2 separate regions of the Mus musculus genome follow, and region 1 is linked to region 2. A link is a contact called in public Hi-C data. All regions are on one chromosome and are shown on one strand. Each heading gives the region's core, a stretch centred on a gene start, on an enhancer-like site or on the middle of the called end of the contact. The rest is flanking DNA. Distances are from core to core; before and after follow the strand shown. Region 1 overlaps Gpd2 (glycerol phosphate dehydrogenase 2, mitochondrial). Region 2 holds the start of BB557941 (expressed sequence BB557941).

Evidence for each region. A called contact is a pair of places that touch in the nucleus more often than the background predicts.
Region 1: a contact with region 2 is called in a Hi-C map of liver, with 1.8 times the contacts expected there. The contact joins the enhancer-like site here to the promoter of BB557941 in region 2. A contact is called at or near these places in 5 of 39 promoter capture datasets (the C10 cell line, the HPC-7 cell line, liver and 2 more), 15 of 484 Hi-C or Micro-C datasets (CD4 T cells, ECoMG myeloid progenitors, the G1E-ER4 cell line and 12 more), 11 of 115 datasets of contacts at active chromatin or transcription factors (CD8 T cells, the SCID.adh cell line, astrocytes and 4 more) and 2 of 9 other capture datasets (adipose tissue and pancreatic islet).

What each region holds. Positions count from the first base shown.
Region 1 is chr2:57,254,839-57,258,782 of GRCm38.p6, reverse strand. The region is part of intron 1 of Gpd2 (glycerol phosphate dehydrogenase 2, mitochondrial); the gene reads right to left. Among named protein-coding and RNA genes, the nearest start is that of Gpd2, 18 kb to the right of the region's middle. Within about 2 kb of position 2,147, at least 57 of the 459 cell types and tissues checked have an H3K27ac peak or open chromatin away from gene starts, as enhancers often do. A contact at or near this core is called in CD8 T cells, the SCID.adh cell line, Th2 cells and 6 more, where this site is marked.
Region 2 is chr2:57,179,897-57,184,252 of GRCm38.p6, reverse strand. It overlaps BB557941 (expressed sequence BB557941), which reads left to right and starts at 2,499. Exons shown (of 3, transcript NR_040356.1): 1 at 2,499-2,598. 4930555B11Rik (RIKEN cDNA 4930555B11 gene) reads right to left here and starts at 2,422. Exons shown (of 4, transcript NR_040633.1): 1 at 2,328-2,422. n-TAcgc8 (a tRNA gene) reads right to left here and starts at 2,175; the gene lies at 2,104-2,175. It overlaps n-TGgcc8 (a tRNA gene), which reads left to right and starts at 1,789; the gene lies at 1,789-1,859.

The DNA of each region.
Region 1 (3,944 bases), core at 898-3,397, 75 kb before region 2:
CTGGCTGAGAGACTCTGTCTCAAACATCTAAAATCTGGGTAGCATGTGGTGACCCACACTTTTGATCCCAGCATTTGTGTGGAGGCAGAGGAATGGAGATCTTTGTAAATTCAAGGTCAGCCCTATATGTATAGTGAGTTCCAGGCCATCTATAGTTACATAGTGAGACTCTGGCTAAACATACATAAAAATAAAAGGAAATACCTCACTGATGAGTGACAGCCCTATACAGGAGGAGACAGAAGGATTATGAGTTTGAGCTACATAAATCATCTCAGAAAATACAAAATAAAAGTGTGGGCCCCAGCAGAGGGCTCTGTGAAGAAAGTGATTAGCATGCAAGTGTGAGGATCAGTTTGGGTTCCCAGCACCCTGTAAATGCCAGGCAAGCATGGCAGCCCATCCGGAATGCCAACACCCGAAAAGAGGAGACGTGGGAGCTCAAGCTGGATAGCCAGTCTAATCAGTCCAGCAAGCTCTGGGTTCAAGTAAGAGCTCTGTCTCGATACAGTAGGTGGGGCTCAATTGAGGAAGACGACAGACTTCAGACTCTGGCCATGTACATCGTACACACACACAAATATACAAACAAACATGCACACAACACACATGCTGGTTAATTTGATGACTACTTGAGATCCTCTCATCGGAGAGGCAGGATCCTCAATTAATAAAATGCCTCCCTAAGATTGTATCATAGGCAAGCCCATAGAGCATTCTTTTTCCAATTAGTGATTGATGGGGAAGGGCTCAGCCCATTGTGGGTGGTGCCACCAGTGAGATCTTGGCCCTGGGTTCTATATGAATGCAGGCCAAGCAAGCCAGTAAGCAGCACCTCTCCATGGCCTCTGCATCAGCTCCTGCCTCCATCTCACTGCTCTGACTTCCTCAGGGATGGACTGTGATGTGGAAGTGTAAGCCAAATAAACCCTTTCCTCCTCAAGATGCTTTTGGTCATGGTGTTTTATTACAGCAATAGTGCCCCTAACCACTCTCACACAAGATTATTTCAAAGCGCACACATACACACACATATGCATGCACACAACTCAGCTTTTATACCCTCACCTACATAGACCCACACTTACCTCAAAAATTAATACAGTAAACCTCTCCTGCTCTACAAACAATTGGAGTGTCTTTCTATACTCAAAACAGATTTTAAAAAGTTATTTTTTAACTGGTGTGGATAGAAAATGCAAAGCTCTTTGTCTTCTAACCACACATATGCATATCACCTCAGCTAATTGGAATCAATATATTCATTTGTATGGCAAAGTAGAGTCACCCTAGTTCTAGACAACATTTTTGCCAAATGGCACGAATATACCTACATTTATACTCTGCATCATTAAAATAGGATTATGTATAATTGATACCTCTTTATAACACAGGGTTATATATCATATGTAAACAGTGTATGTTCAACATAATTTATAACTAAACTATTGTCAGTATCGTATGTTGACACTTTCAAGTCTTTTTCAGTACATACAAGTGCCTCTAAGATAAAGTAATTAAGTCCAATTTCAAAATGTGAGCTATATTTTTGTTATTGCTATATTTTAGAACTCAAATACACACCACACACACATTAACACAGGAAAACAAAAATCAAAAGCTCTTAGAATATAACCAAAGCAAGAATTTGAAATATTCAGAAAAATATCCCTTAGCCATCTTGCCAAGTGAAGAAGGCAGGTAGAGGGCCACTGAGTCTGAAAGTGTGCAGCCTGCTAGATACCCAGCACAGCTCTGAGGAGGATCCCTCTGTTGTCATGGATTGGGGGTGTTTTATAAACATAAGATCCTCTTAAGATATTTTTAAATGACAAGTGCTATGAAACAGTAAATAAAATGAGTAACAATTTAGAGTAACTGGGTGTGGGGGGGGGGTAGGGAGTAGTGACAGCATTGAATTTGGATAGTGTTCATGAGTGTGCTGTGGGGAGGTCTCTTGAGAAGAGGTCAGCATATAGTTCATGAGGGAAAGGCTTTTGCAAGAGGCCAGCAGACAAAGATACTCTCAGCCTGTACAGGCGCCACATCTCTGGTATGCCAAAAGGCCACTGTGGCTGCATCAAGTGGCCTCTGCAGTTGGTCCCAGCTGAGGTCAGAAGGAGAGACAGGTGCCAAGTCACACACGACCTCCTCCTAGCAAGGCTTTCATTCTGACAATGCGGGAGACAGGAAGTCAGTGGAGGGCTTTAAGCTACAGCACTCAGATGAAATTTGTGTTTCAAAAGAAAGACTCCAGAGTGGTCTGCGGATCAGATCGCGGTAGAGCATTTGCCTACCAGGAGAGGTCTTTTATTTGAAACCCAGAGATGGAGGGAGATCAGAGTGGGTAGAGTGTATAAAACCAATTTGGTTGGTTTTTTTTGGTTTGGTTTGTTTTTTTTTTTTTTTTTACAGAACACAGCCATGCTTATCAATATATGAAATGTATGAAAAGGAGGCAGAAGGGACTAGAGAGAGAAAGAATAAAGAACCTCCCTGAGAAAGAAAGAAAAACACACAAACTGCAATCAAAGAATAGTATCTACAGTAGGAAAACCCACACTTCCGGAATCATCTCAAGTACAAAAACCTATTGGACACATACTTGAGAGACTGCTCCCTCCCTCTCATTCACTGTGACAGGCTGATACAAAGAACAGCCTCTCCAATACCCACAGAGGTAGGTGTCTTCACATCTAATCCCCCTGGGGCTGGGGTTGTTTGCCAATTACCTTCCCATATACACACACAGTCCTCATAACTGGAACTGATTTTGGACATGTGTTGCAAAAGGATCTCGGGTCATATCTACCATCTGCTAACCTGCTGTGTGAAGCAGAGTGACCCAGTTAAATGCACATGTAATAGGGAAGAGAGACTGTATATGGTTAATTACAGTTACTCATTTTTATGGGTTTGAATCTTGACGAGGATGCTTGGCCCTCTTCCCCACCACCACCACCACCATCCCATTTTATTTCATAATTTCCCCCCTATTGGAGACTGAAGAGTGAAAGTCAATTGCCGGAACATTGTTGTCACACTAGAAGCTAAAGGGCCCTGCATTTCAATTCCAGCTCAGAAAACACTCTTGACTGAGCAGTTGCAATTCTCCAGACCCCAGTGGACTAGGCTAACACTGTTGTCAGTCAAATCACAGGGTGGATGGAACTCGGCAGAGCACGTTAGCAATTCAGACTCAACAGCCTCTCCTCAGCCAGGAACTCTTAAGATAATGCTGAAGGAATCAAAGCCGAAAGATTTAGCACAGAGCTTGAGCCCAAAGCTCACCAAGACACAGGCAGGAAGCAAGTGACTTGTAAAATGGTATTTCTAATAGGACTCTTGTCAAAACTCCAGGTTCCAATATCAATGAGGTGACCTTCAGGACCGACCTCACCCAGTGCACTTCTGCCTACTCCCGAAACCATTACCTCAGCAGCTGCCAACAACGTTATGTTCTGAGGCAGCTGAGTGCTTCCACAGAGACTGTGACCTGACGTGTTCAACCCAGCCTAGGACAGCCTCAGCCTTTAAAAAATAGATACCTGGCTTCTCTGGACCTCAAGACCGGAAGTGGAATAATGTACCTACGTATTAAAAACAATAACCAGGTGTCCGGCCCGGTGCATATCTTTAGTTCCAGCACTGAGGAGGCAGAGGGAGACATATCTCCGAGTTTGATGTCAGCCTGGTCTACAGAGTGAGCCCAAGGACAGCTGGGGATACATAGAGAAACCCTGCCTGGAAAAACAAAAACAAACAAAAAAGCCACATGGAGTTTGGACCCTCGCACACATGTAAAAGCTGGGCATACTGGGGGTTGTGTGTAACTCTCATGCTAGTGAGAGAAGAAGATGATGGATCCCCTTCCTGGCCAGGTATCAAGCCAGTCGGTGTTTAGATTTCTTATAAATTGTTAGCATTAGGGATAGAGACACCGT
Region 2 (4,356 bases), core at 1,250-3,749:
TAATATCTTATATATATTTTTAATATTTGTGATTCTATAATTTTTTTAACTTCAAGTTCTGCTGTTTATCCCCATACCCCTATACTCAAACTTCCTCGGACACTTTATCAATGTATAAACCCTCACATTATTTTAGCGGCTGTTTATAATCTTTCTTTATCTGCACTCAACGATTCTTAATGGATAACATCCTGAGTTACAAAGCCATATTTCAGGTAGATAGCTTGGGCAGTTGGCTAAGCTCTCAGACACCGGATGAAATAGTGGCCAGGTCCCAATCTTCCCCCTACATGCCTCAGCTTCATCTTTTGTTAAGTTGCAGTGATTTACTTCACTAGGATGAAGTCCACGCACAGCTAACTCACCAAGCCTCTGTAACTGCTAGCATAAACTGCTAGTGTGGCTTGTATTTTATTCTATTTTATTTTTCCTGGAATCTTTCCTAGCTAGTCAGAGGTCCTTCAAAAATGTCGGAATTTTCCTTCCAAAAGTAAAGAGGCCAATGATGTCTATCTAAATCCACAGTATTCTATGAATTACAAGTACATCTTTGCCTTGAACAATATTTTCATGACCTCATTTCTTTCTGTTATTTTATCCTGATAGACCCTGGTTTGGATTTTGGCAGTGCCCCTTTCCATGGAAATGAGGTGAAGGTTCAGACCCATCCTACGAGCTGAAAGAGATCCCAAGAGTGTCATTTCACTCACGAGACAGGAACCATCTACAGAACTCAGGTCACTTGGCCAGAGTAAGTAATACGTCCCAGTTCTGTGTGTGTATGTGTGTGTGTGTGTGTGTGTGGGGGGGGGGGTGTCAGTAGGACAGTTCAGTTTTCTCCTAATAACTTAAGTTGTGTCAAAGTTTCTAATTCCTCATTCTCATTTCTATTTCCAATCCCTAAAAATATTTCCGTTTTTCTGACTGTTTAAAATAATTGGCCAAGCTGGGTGCTGTGGCACATGCCTTTAATCCCAGCACTTGGGAGGCAGAGGCAGGTGGATTTCTGAGTTCAAGACCAGCCTGGACTACAGAGTGAGTTCCAGGACAGCCAGGGCTACACAGAGAAACCCTGTCTGGAAAAAAGGCAGTGTTGGTGCATGCAGAGGCAGGCAGATTTCCGAGTTCCAGGCCAGCCTGGTCTACAGTGTTCCAGGACTGCACAGAGAAACTCTGTCTCGAAAAACAAAACAAAATCAAAATAGGATATATATCTCCATTATATATTATATCCACATATAATATATATTATATCCACATATATATAGTATAATATATATACATATATTATTACATACATATATATTAATATATATATATATATTATACACACATATAAATGAGATCAAAGTATTTGAAAATAGGCTGGAGATCATAAAGTTGTATATAGAGTAAATCTTCATACACTTGCATTCTTTGCCAAGAACAAAACCAAGTAAACACAAACTCCCACCCCAAAACCCTCATACAGTTTAACAAAAGTTAGAATAGTAAGAATTTTAAAATGTTAATATTTTGCCAATATTTAACGATCGTTGAATTTAAAACTCTGTGACATGCTCAATGATACATGTAGAAACGTTTTCTGCCCTAAGATTCTGTGATCAGTGGAACTATCTTCAAATACAATGTATGTAAGTGAGATTTAAAAACTTAAGGAGAAAAACAAAAGAATTCTGTTTCTTTTCCTAATTTTTAAATATATATATAAAAACAGAATTGACACAAGAATTACTCATGTGTAAATATATCCTAGTATAGTATAACAGAACACCATAATATGTGCTTGCATTGGTGGTTCAGTGGTAGAATTCTCGCCTGCCACGCGGGAGGCCCGGGTTCGATTCCCGGCCAATGCACTTGCCTTTTTGTTTCAAATCTTGTTTTTCTAAAATATTAACATTAATGAAGAAAGAAACTACGAATTTTTCTTCCTAGCATTTCGTTTCACTTGTTTTCCCAGCAATCACTAGAGTGAGTTTTCCACACTGCAGATTTTTCACGGCCTTTTTGTTTTCGGTTTTCGATGTTGTAGTGGTGGGCAAAATGTACAAGTGAAAATCTTTTCTTTGAGAAAGAATGAAAAACAGAATTCCGGCTGCTTGGAGATGCCGGGGATTGAACCCGGGACCTCACACATGCGAAGCGCGCGCTCTACCACTGAGCTACATCCCCCAGCCGCTAACTGCTCTCTTCATATGCCTACTTATACAAAGAACCCAACGCTCCTCTAAACCAAGGAGTCAGTCTGACTTTAGCAGATTCCACAGTGCATTTCTTTTTTATAATCCTTTCTCAGGCTCTGCTCGTGGTACATCTGAACCGACCCGGTGCAGGGAGCCCGCAGCTAAACTCAGCGGCCAGGAGAGTCGCAACCAGGCGGTCAACGCCAGGTTCCAGTTGGAGCCGGGAGCCTTGAACTGCCAGAGGGGCGGGACCGAGCGCAGCCCAGCTCTTTGATCCTACTGCGCAGGCGCCAACGATTCCTGGCGGGTAGCATAGGTTCTGAGCTTTTCTTTCAGCTAGGTTACAGACTGGGTCCTCTACAAGTCGGCTAGTTCGCTGGGCCAGAAGAAAGGAACTGCGGACACCATTCAGGTGACTCAAGAGACTTGTTGCTGTATATGCCTGTCTCTGCATTTAAAACTTTTGTGGATTTATCTGGGTACCCTGCACTTTTGGAAACCCCCTATGTCTCAGGAAAGCTGCGTAAAATCTATGGTTTACCTAGTGACGTTAACATTTATGCTCTGCTGTTTGGAGGACCAAATGCCCGTAGATTCTTTTAGATGGAGGTTACAGTCAACTCTTGCAGCAGAAAATGATTTTGCTATTTGCTCCTCCTTTGCATGATTCTCAACTTGAAACAAAATGATGCTGTCCCCTTCTTGGTGGCTTAGACTTGTATAAATGTTAAGATAGGGTGGAGAACCTGCTGTAGACGGCTTTTCATTCCTTTTCTATTTACACCTTGGGTCAGTCGGACTGACTGATATATATATATATCGTTTAATGTCCTCCATCTACCCTGACCTAACCGCACCTCAGCCCTAAAGTTCCAGGTGGTTGGATGCAAGCTAGATGGTTCGATGGGCTATGAATGAAAAGACGAGTGTATCTCTTCCAGGTGTATTTAAAACTGATTCCATTCCAGGTGAGGCTCAGTGGTAGCAGGGTAGGTATATGGTGTAGGCAGAGCAGCATCAGGTCGTTTCCATTTAACCTGTTAGGCTGAGGCCATAAAGCTGCGGCAGCGTGAAGGCCTGAAGTTTCCTCACCCTTCGCTTGTGCTCTCCAAAAGGCAGAGCAGAAAGCAGAAAAACGTCAAAAGTCACTGGGTAAACCACCAGCTTCATAATCACATCCTGTGTTAAGAATAAGCAAATGTCCACATATGCTTACAGCCATTTAAACAAATGATAACTCTGATTTTGTTAACTAGAACAAAGCCACACGTGGATCTAATTCAGCTATAATAAGGAATGTTTCAAAAGAAGTGGGGGAAACCAGTGGGCCGTTATCAAGGAGGCTTGCTCTATACCCAAGAATATCCCTGCATTCCTTTCCAAGACACTAGAACACACATTTCTTTCTTTCTTCTTCTTTTTTCTTTTATTATTCTCTAATATATTACATATAGACAACAGCTTTCCCCTCCCCTCTCCAACTCCCCTCTCCCCCATCTATTCCCCTATTCCCCTACCCCTGTCAGTCTCTCCTCAGAAAAAAAAAAAAAAGCAGGCTTCCCAGGAACATCCACCAAACGTGGTATAACAAGCTACAATAAGACCAAGCACAAACCATCACATCAAGACAGGAGCAGGGAACCCATAGGGAGAAAAGGGTCCCACAAGTCGTCCCCACTGTTAGGATTCCCACAAGAACACCAAAGGAGTACACATTTCCTATTTTCTTTTTTCCTTTTCTCTTCTTTTCTTTTCTTTTCTTTCTTTCTTTCTTTCTTTCTTTCTTTCTCTCTCTCTCTCTCTCTCTCTCTCTCTCTCTTTCTTTCTTTCTTTCTTTCTTTTTTTTTTTTTTTTGGTTTTTCGAGACAGGGTTTCTCTGTATAGCCCTGGCTGTCCTGGAACTCACTTTGTAGACCAGGCTGGTCTCGAACTCAGACTAGGCCATCTTCTGCTACATATGCAGCTAGAGATATGAGCTCTGGGGTGGGGGGTGGGGGGGTAACTGGTTAATTCATATTGTTGTTTCACCTATAGGGTTGCAGACCCCTTCAGCTCCTTGGAGGAGCACACATTTCTTAAACTGATTCTGAATCAGAAATTGGAGTCAGAATCAGTCTCTACCCCAAGGGTTTCAATAGGGAAACTGGGAAAGATGCATGTTCTTCTAGCA